2 separate regions of the Cricetulus griseus genome follow, and region 1 is linked to region 2. A link is a contact called in public Micro-C data. All regions are on one chromosome and are shown on one strand. Each heading gives the region's core, a stretch centred on a gene start, on an enhancer-like site or on the middle of the called end of the contact. The rest is flanking DNA. Distances are from core to core; before and after follow the strand shown.

Region 1 (4,325 bases), core at 1,235-3,734, 48 kb after region 2:
CAACCCATAATGGGCTGGGGCCTCCCCCATCAATCACTAATTAAGAAAATGCCCTACAGCTGGGTTTTATGGAGGCATTTTCTTGAGCATCCCTCTTTTCAGATGACTATACCTTGGGTCAAGTTTCCATAAAATTAGCCAGTACACTGATCTTCAGAAATTCATGCCCACCTCATCCAAACCTAATACTAGATTTCTAGAAGTATTCTACTAATGTTCATGTTAGGGTTCAGTGGGCACCCCCAAATGGCTTTCATGTTCTTGAACAAAGAACTGAACAAACAGAGACACACAGTTGCAGCAGAAGAGGTTTATTAAGATACACTTCCAAAGCTGGGTGGTGGTGGTGCACACCTTTAACCCCAGCACTTGGGAGGCAGAGGCAGGTGGATCTCTGTGAGTTCAAGGCTAGCCTGGTCTACAAAGCAAACTCCAGGACAACCAGGGCTGTTACACAGAGAAATCCTGTCTCAAAAGAATTAAAACAAAACAAAACAAAACAAACAAACAAAAAAACACTTCCAAGGGAGGAAGCAGGTCTGACCAAAGGAGGGTTCAGTAGTTCACTGAACTCTGCTACATGAAGAATTGTGATTCTTAAGTCATAAAGCAGGGGCTTTGGGGGCATTCGCACAATACAGGCTTTCCTGCACATGCTGTTGATGCCATCTAGGGGCAAAGAAACAGGTTCATCTTCTCTGTAGATTAAAGAACTAAAAGGCAATGGGGAAAGTGTGGCTGGAATGTCCTGGTGGAGCCACAATATGATAGCAGGGAAATTCGGGTCCCCTCTCAGGGACCTCAGTCTCATTATTAAAAGACATTAAGAATGGACTCAAACAGATGTTTAAAGGCAGTTTATCAGAGTTTGAAAAGAAAAACCCCAGGGCAGGCTTAACTCTTGCAGCTGTCTAGAGAAAGAAAATGAAGACAGAAGTGAAAAGAAGCCAAGCCTTTGCGATAAGCCAGCATGCAGGTCAGTTATAGGCAGGCCATCACATGATGGAGAGAGGAGCAAGGCCAAGTCCCAGAGTGTAACAGGCTCCAAACAGCATCTAACAGAGAAGAAAAAGGGAAAGTTTTGCCCTTTGAGTCAGGACTCGGACAGGCAGGCAGACCCAGCCAAGCTTTAGGGTGGATGGTAGGAACTGCACAAGGTGGTGGGAATCCTGGGAAGGAAAAGTACTGTATTCAGGTGAAGCCATCTTCCTAGGGGTGGTTTCTTAACCAGGTGTTGTGGAATCATCTTCTTGCATACTGTGAAAATGTGGGCTAATAAAAAGCTGAACGGCCAATAGCTAGGCAGGATTTCCAGGTAGAGGACAGACGATGAAGAAGTCGGATATGCCAGGTTATGCAGACCAAGCAGGATGGGCACTATGGAGATGAAGTAATAAAGACACAAGGCTGAAAGTAAATGAATAGAAATGGAAATTAAATTATAAGAGCTAGTTAGAAACAAGCTTAAGCTATCAGCGGAGCTTTCATGACTAATAAATCTCCACGTCATTATTGGGGATCCAACTGTCCTGACAAAAAAGACCAACTGCAGCCAGGTCCTTAACCTACCCCACTGGGATAACTCTTTTACTTTTATTTATTTTTTTAATTAAACTTTTTTTCATACAATACATTTTGATCTTATTCTTTCTCCTTCCTTAAATCCTTCCCTTCCTTATTTCATATTCTTTCTGTCTTAAAACACAGAGTACACACACACACACACACACACAGAGAGAGAGAGAGAGAGAGAGAGAGAGAGAGAGAGAGAGAGAGAGAGAGAGACTCCATTTTGTATTGTCAATTACTCTTGAACATGAGGCCTGTCTTGGAGTGGTTGATATACCCAGTGTCACTCGATTGGAGAAAACTGATTTTTTTTTTCCTCTTGCAGCAGCTATCAGTCGCAAACGGCTTCTTGGTTCCGGGTGGGACTTTGTGCCACTTCCCTTTCTCCACACTGGGACTTGTCTGGCTTGAGCTTGTGCAGTTCCTGTGCATGCTGTTGCAGTCTCTGTTTCCTTAGAAAATGCTGTTTCCTTAGAGCTGTCCACCACCTCTGGCTCTTAAAGTCTTTCAGCCTCTTTTTCCATATAGATCCCTAAGCCTTGAGTGGAGGAATGTAATAAAGACATCTCGGGCAGGACCTCAGATGAACTCTTATGGGAGAAGACAAGGGCATGTCTCCATCTAGGGGTGGTTTCCATTCATTACTGTAATACTCCGGAACGTGTAGTTCTTCCTGCAGCTTCATACATGGCACGTTGTTAAGCCCTCCAGGAGAGGATAGGACCATTATGGCAATTTTTGAGTCAAATTGAAGAAAGATTTATTAAATACTGGCCAGAAAGATGGACACTGGCCAGATCCAATGTCCCAGAGAATGTCTGCAAATTAACATTAACCCGTGTTTATAAAGGCTTATAAAGGCAAAGCCCACCTTCATCCAATCATGGGCAAGCATACATCCTGATGTACTTCCTGCCTAAGTACCTCCTGCCTACATGTGACCAGGCACACCCTGTGCAGTTGGGTCAACCAACCTCGTTTACAGAAGTGAAAACATGTGGCTTGTAGGAGCAACAGCCCCAGCATTCTAGGATGTCATCGGTCCTTGGGCAAATGAGGCTTACAGATTAGAGGCATTTTTTTGTTTTATAGATCTCTTAAGCACTGTAATTTAAGCTTGAAATATAATGTTAGTCATCCAATGGTCTCATCAGAATCTGAAGTCTCCGGGATTTGCCTTTTGGTACTGTAATGATTCATAGGTCACCTTCAAACACTTGGGTGTTTCTGCACCAGGGCCAGTGGCTGGATTTAGTCAGCCTCAGGCGGGGAGTTTCCAGGCTTTCCTTTTGGCCAGCTGATTTTTCCTCCTGTGGTAATTCTGGATCCTTTGCAGAGAGGCCTTCTAGACCGCCTTACTCTCCTGCTTCCACTCCTTCAGGAGCTCTGTGGTTGTGGGGAACTGAAGGATGACCATCCATCTTCCATAAATGGCTCCACTGTTGGGAGGCACAGTCTCTGCCCAAGTGTATTGTAACACTCTATTCTCTGTTGGTTGTAGAGAAAGACCTGGGTCCTGTGTGGCAGGAATTGACTGGAACCCCTGCATCGAAGTGAGTTCACTCTGGAACTGCTGTCTCCCACAGGACACAAGAACAGAATTTGCCCTTGACCATTAGGCAGGTTCCCTCCCTCTTGTCTAGGGCTCAAGTCTTGTAGTACAATTGTCCCATCTTTTAACTTTTGAGTTTTGGAATGAGATCCTTTGGGCTGCAGAAACATATAGATAGTTATATACTGACACTGTGGTAAAAACAAAACAATTCCAAGAAGGAACCCAGTGGTGGGATTGTAATCATCATGGGATCTATATCTATATCTATATCTATATCTATATCTATATCTATATCTATATCTACATATAGATAGATAGATAGATAGATAGATAGATAGATAGATAGATATGATGTAAGTGAAGATAGATATCTGCCAGGGCTGACTGGGTAAGCCTGTCACCACTGAACTGTACCTCCAGACAATCTTTATTATTTTACTACATGCCCATTGACTCTGCTGTGAATAGTTAACAAATAAACATTGAGAGTGCAGAGATGGCTTGGAGGTTAACAGTTCTTAAGGCTCTTGCCAAGGACCCATATCATGTAGCTTACAAATACCTGTAACTCCTGCTACAGTAGAGGGGAATCCAATGTGTCCTTCTGGCCTCAGCTGACGTGTGCCTGTGGTGTCCATATATACACTAGGCACATGTCCTTATACACAAAGCAAATACATATAGATATAGATATAGATATAGATATAGATATAGATATAGATATAGAGAGAGGGTTATCTGTGTAGCCCTGGATGTCCTGAACTCGCTCTATAGACCAGGCTGGCCTTGAACTCACAGAGATCCACCTACTTCTACCTCCCGAGTACTGGGATTAAAGGCATGCACCACCACCACCCAGCCCATGGAATGTGTTTTATACCAACATGCCAAAAAAACAAAGTAATGATGTAAAAGAAAACATAAAGTGAGATTACAACCATGGATAGATTTATAAATAGGGCTTATGTTTGCATGCTGGGAGCTAAGGCATTCTTTTGCCTGGTTTGAAGAGAACTGTTCAATCTTTTAACAGTTTGCAAAGATAAGTATTCTTGCCTTTAAGATGTTAGTGAGACTGTGGAGACGCAGGAGGAACAGGCTTTATTCTATAAGAAAACTCCTTCAGGTCTTTGGAGCCTCTCCTCTGTCTATCCTGAGAAGGTATCAGGAAATATCACAAGATACATCATTGACGGGGCTC
Region 2 (4,209 bases), core at 796-3,295:
TTCTCACAATGATAACGCACCTCTAAAACTGGCCTAAAATAGGCTTTATTTGAAAGACGATCTATTCTCTCGCCTGTAGAATTGTCTTTACTCCTTTGTAAGAAATTGACAGGTAGCAATACTAGTAATTTTCTTTCTGGCCTCTTAATTTTTATTCCATCTACCTAGGTGTCTTTATGCTGGCACCACACTATCCTGCTTGTGGTAGATGCTTAAGTTTCAAAATTTGAATGAATATTTCTGTCCAGCAGCTTTGTTCTTTTTCCAATATCATTTTGGTTATTCTGGGTCCTTTGCATTTTATACTATTACTCCCTCCCCTTCCTTTTCTCTTCTCCTCCCCCTTCCTTCCCTTCTCCTTTTCTTTTGTTCTTTCCATTTTCCCTTTTCTATCAGTCTTTGCTAAGAACAGTAGAGTGTTGCCTGAAGTGCCTCACATGGCTGTGTCTGGAGTCTTGGAAGCTTACCTTCCTGTGACCTACACATGGACCTTGAGGGCTTGTTTGGAGGCTCTTACTAGGGAGTATGGCTACTTGTATACCCTTGACCAAAGAATGGTCTCTATCAGGGAGGGTTGTTCTCTTCAACCAACAGGAAACTTCTCGAGGGACACACACATAGGATGTTGGGTATGGCGGGTGGTGCACCTACATAGTCAGTCAAATTGTGGATTCAACTGTGACAATCAGTGTGCTAACAGGCATCACAGCCACATCACACTCACATCCCCAAATCGGACATTAATTTTTAATCTACACCTGCATTTATCGCGTGGCATCTTAGACCTTACATGTTGTGCAGAGCGCCGTGGTGCTCCTTGGTAGTCTTCTCTGGTCCCCAGAGCTCCAGCTGTGTTTTTTCCAAGCTTCTTCTGAAGCGCCCCATTCCAGTCCAGTCCTAGCCAGTGTTTCTCTGGTTCTGCTCCTGTCCAGTTCCTTTGCTCACGGGGCAGGAGAAGCTAGAGTGGAAAAGCCAGACCTCTTTATCAGGCAGCAAGAAGAAAATCAAATGCCCTCCAACGTAGTTCATGACAACCAGCATGTAAGTGCTTAGTGCAACGTCTGACATGCTATACAACAAGCACCAATAAGTGGTGGACTTTGATTTCTGTATTTGGATTTCTATAGTATATTGTGCCCGTCCTTCCTGTTAATGCTGTGGGGTTTGGATGCAGTCTAGGAGCTACTGCCCACAGGCTCCCCTTATATTTGGGGGTTTCAAATGTGGAATTGTCCTTGAATCGTGCCCCCTCCAAAATCAGCCCCTGAGAAACTGAAACAAGTTAATCTCTGGGACTCCCTGAGTAACTTGTGGGACCATGTCTCCTGCCTGCTCCCTGATCAGTGTGATGACTTCATGCTCCTTCCTGTCTTCCACAGACTTGACACCCTGGGCCTTACAACATGCTAGACAAAGGCTTATTCTTTAGTCGCATCCCTAGCCCTTAGCTTTTAAAATTTGAATCTCCCTATGAATCCCAGGCTAGCCTCATGTCCCCTTCCTCTACCCACTGGAGCTGCTATTAGAGGAATGTGTCACCGTTCCTGACAGTGCCAGGCTTTTAATGCTGCAGGGCAGCAGCCATTATTTAGTGGGTCAACATTGGTCTTTGGTGATGGTGTAAAAGAAAGGAGGACAGAAATGTTAACATCTATCAGCAGCAGAACAATTGTTTCTGCTTTACGGTATACTAGGGGCTGGGTCTGTCTCTGGAGAACGGGTTTCCTACTATGATAATTCAGGGTTTAAAAGTGATTAAGAGATGGAGGTGTTGGAATAGATCCTTTTCTTCTATTAGCCCTGTAAGTAACTCATACAAGTGAGCTTGGAGGACACCTGCTGCTCCCATCATGAACATCAGGGATGGAGTCACCAAGAGTGAAGGACCAGGAGACGCTACCCTCCTCCCAGGGCATCTCTCAGCCAGTTCCTCATTGCCACAGTGTGTACACAGCTTTATACTGAACTCTATCTTCTGAGACTCTAACACACCCTGTCTCACTTTACTCTCTCAGCTACCCCAAGAAGCAGATGACTCAGATTCAAATTCCTATTTGACCACACAGGCGACCTTTGACAAGTTACTGAATGTATTAGACTCCGTGTCCCCCGGCTCTGTTACACGTAAAACCAGAGAGGCTGAGGATCTCACACAGCCTGGAATTGTTAGAATCAAGAAGAGAACTAGAGTCTTTCCTCCCAGCCTAGATGTTCCACCGGCTCCCCTCCCGAAAATTCTTCTCTTTTTAGAAGGGTGATTCATCTGGCTGCCTTAGGAAGAATGTTTTAAAAAGCCAATACCATTTTGTTCTCCCCACCATGTCTGGAAACACCAGACAGACAACGCTTCGTGCCTCGAGGTTAAGGGTTACCACTCCCAACATCAAAGACCATTTAAAGCCAGAGCTGTGAGGGAAGCAGAAACCAGTCAAAGCCCAGGGGAAGACTAAGCCCCTGCCCCCTGCCTTTTTTTTTTTTTTTTCTTCTTCTTCTATTTTTGTTCATTGTATAGCAGTCTCCCCTCTAGTGGCTTTGGTGAAAATAGCCTGTATAAACAGATCACAGCCTCCACACTGAACAGGGCAGAGGGCTCTGGGTTTCTCTTCCCTGATGAGAAACTGAGGTTCAAGCAGAGGTGATTTTTGTCCCCTGCAATGTTTGACAACATTCAGAGACCCAGGATGTCAGTGGTGCTGATGTGGAGGAATCCTGGCCAGGAGGTGATGTGCCCTGCCTGAGACCTATGGGTTCTTCCTAGTTTATGAAGGCTCCAGCTGAGCATTCGATATCTTTTTATTAACTCTTACAAACAGTGGGGCAATGGTGGCACACACCTTTAATCCCAGCACTTGGGAGGCAGAGGCAGGCCAATCTCTGAGTTCAAGGCCAGCCTGGTCTATGGAGCAAGTTCCAGGACAGTCAGGGCTACACAGAGAAACCCTGTCTTGAAAATCCAAAACCAAACTAAAACAAGCAACAACAACAGAAACCTCTTACAAACTTGTATTAGAATTGTTAAAGATCCAAATGTAACACAGTAATCCGCACTCTCAAATAACAGCAATATAATAAGAGAACTTCTATTTTTTCATCTCTTTCCATAATCAATGTTAGCATCCTTGAGAGTTTGTTAAATTGAACTATACTAAAATGCCACACGGAAAAGTCTTGCCTCTCATTTTAGATGCCATTGAATATTATCTGACTAGATTTATGTTTAGTATTTTAGAACACAGACTCTGAAGCCAAATTCACTGATGTTGAATCTGTTGCCTGCCAACTAACGGCTTGGTTACATTTTCACTGCTGAGAGTTCCAGTACTTTTCATACCTGTCAAGTGGAGATAACAAAAGCCCCCCCCCCCCCCCCCGCCCAGTGGAGCGGTGGTGGCACAGGCCTTTAACCTCAGCACTCCAGAGGCAGAGGCAGGTGTGGATCTCTGTGAGTTCAAGGCCAGTCTGGTCTACAAAGTGGGTTCCAGGACATCTAGGACTACACAGAGAAACCCTGTCTCAAAAAAAATATTACAAAACAAACAAACAAACAAATAAATATAGAAGTCCTTCCCGTGAGAACTGCTGTGGGAATTAAGTGAGTTCCTATACATGTAAGGAAAGTGCCTGGATCAGGAAGCCCTCACCATGTATTAATGTCATAGGAGAATTTGAACTAGAAGCTCTAACCATATGTTAGCACAGACGAATTTGAACAGTTTTATTTTATTTTTTGTAAGTTTAGAGATCACTTGGATCTTCTTTTTTGCCCATTATCCTTTAACTATTTTTCTGTGGACTTGTTTGTCTCATATCAATTTGTAGGTTTGTTTTAATATTAAGAATATTTGGGTGCACGTGCAATATCTATTGCAAATATATCCTTTCTGTACCCTGTCATTGACCTTTTTTTGACTTTAAGTGTAATACAGATATTCAAATTGGCTATATATTAAGTGTGTATGCAGTTACTTCCCTTTGTGAATTCCAGGTTTCATCCGTTTGACTTTTCAGGTTAAGCAAATGTATTTATAATTTGGAAAGGAATTTTTATGGTTGTATTTATTTTGCTCCACTTTTTTTATACTTTACGATTGTGACTGATGGCAGTGAGAGGGAAACCCACATTTCGATTGTTTAAGTAAGTTTACTTCCTGTAAAGCATCCCTCATTGATCCTGGCGCCAAACTGCTTTCCCATGCTTGGTTCTAAGAG

Evidence for each region. Hi-C and Micro-C count contacts between places; a contact is called where the count stands out from the background.
Region 1: a contact with region 2 is called in a Micro-C map of the CHO-K1 cell line, with 2.0 times the contacts expected there. The contact joins two enhancer-like sites. A contact is called at or near these places in 3 of 8 Hi-C or Micro-C datasets (the CHO-K1 cell line and fibroblasts).

The regions. Positions count from the first base shown.
Region 1 is chr4:205,394,862-205,399,186 of CriGri-PICRH-1.0, forward strand. No RefSeq gene overlaps it. Among named protein-coding and RNA genes, the nearest start is that of Pxylp1, 73 kb to the right of the region's middle. Within about 2 kb of position 2,485, at least 1 of the 6 cell types and tissues checked has open chromatin away from gene starts, as enhancers often do. A contact at or near this core is called in the CHO-K1 cell line, where this site is marked.
Region 2 is chr4:205,346,811-205,351,019 of CriGri-PICRH-1.0, forward strand. No RefSeq gene overlaps it. Among named protein-coding and RNA genes, the nearest start is that of Zbtb38, 73 kb to the left of the region's middle. Within about 2 kb of position 2,046, at least 2 of the 6 cell types and tissues checked have open chromatin away from gene starts, as enhancers often do. A contact at or near this core is called in the CHO-K1 cell line, where this site is marked.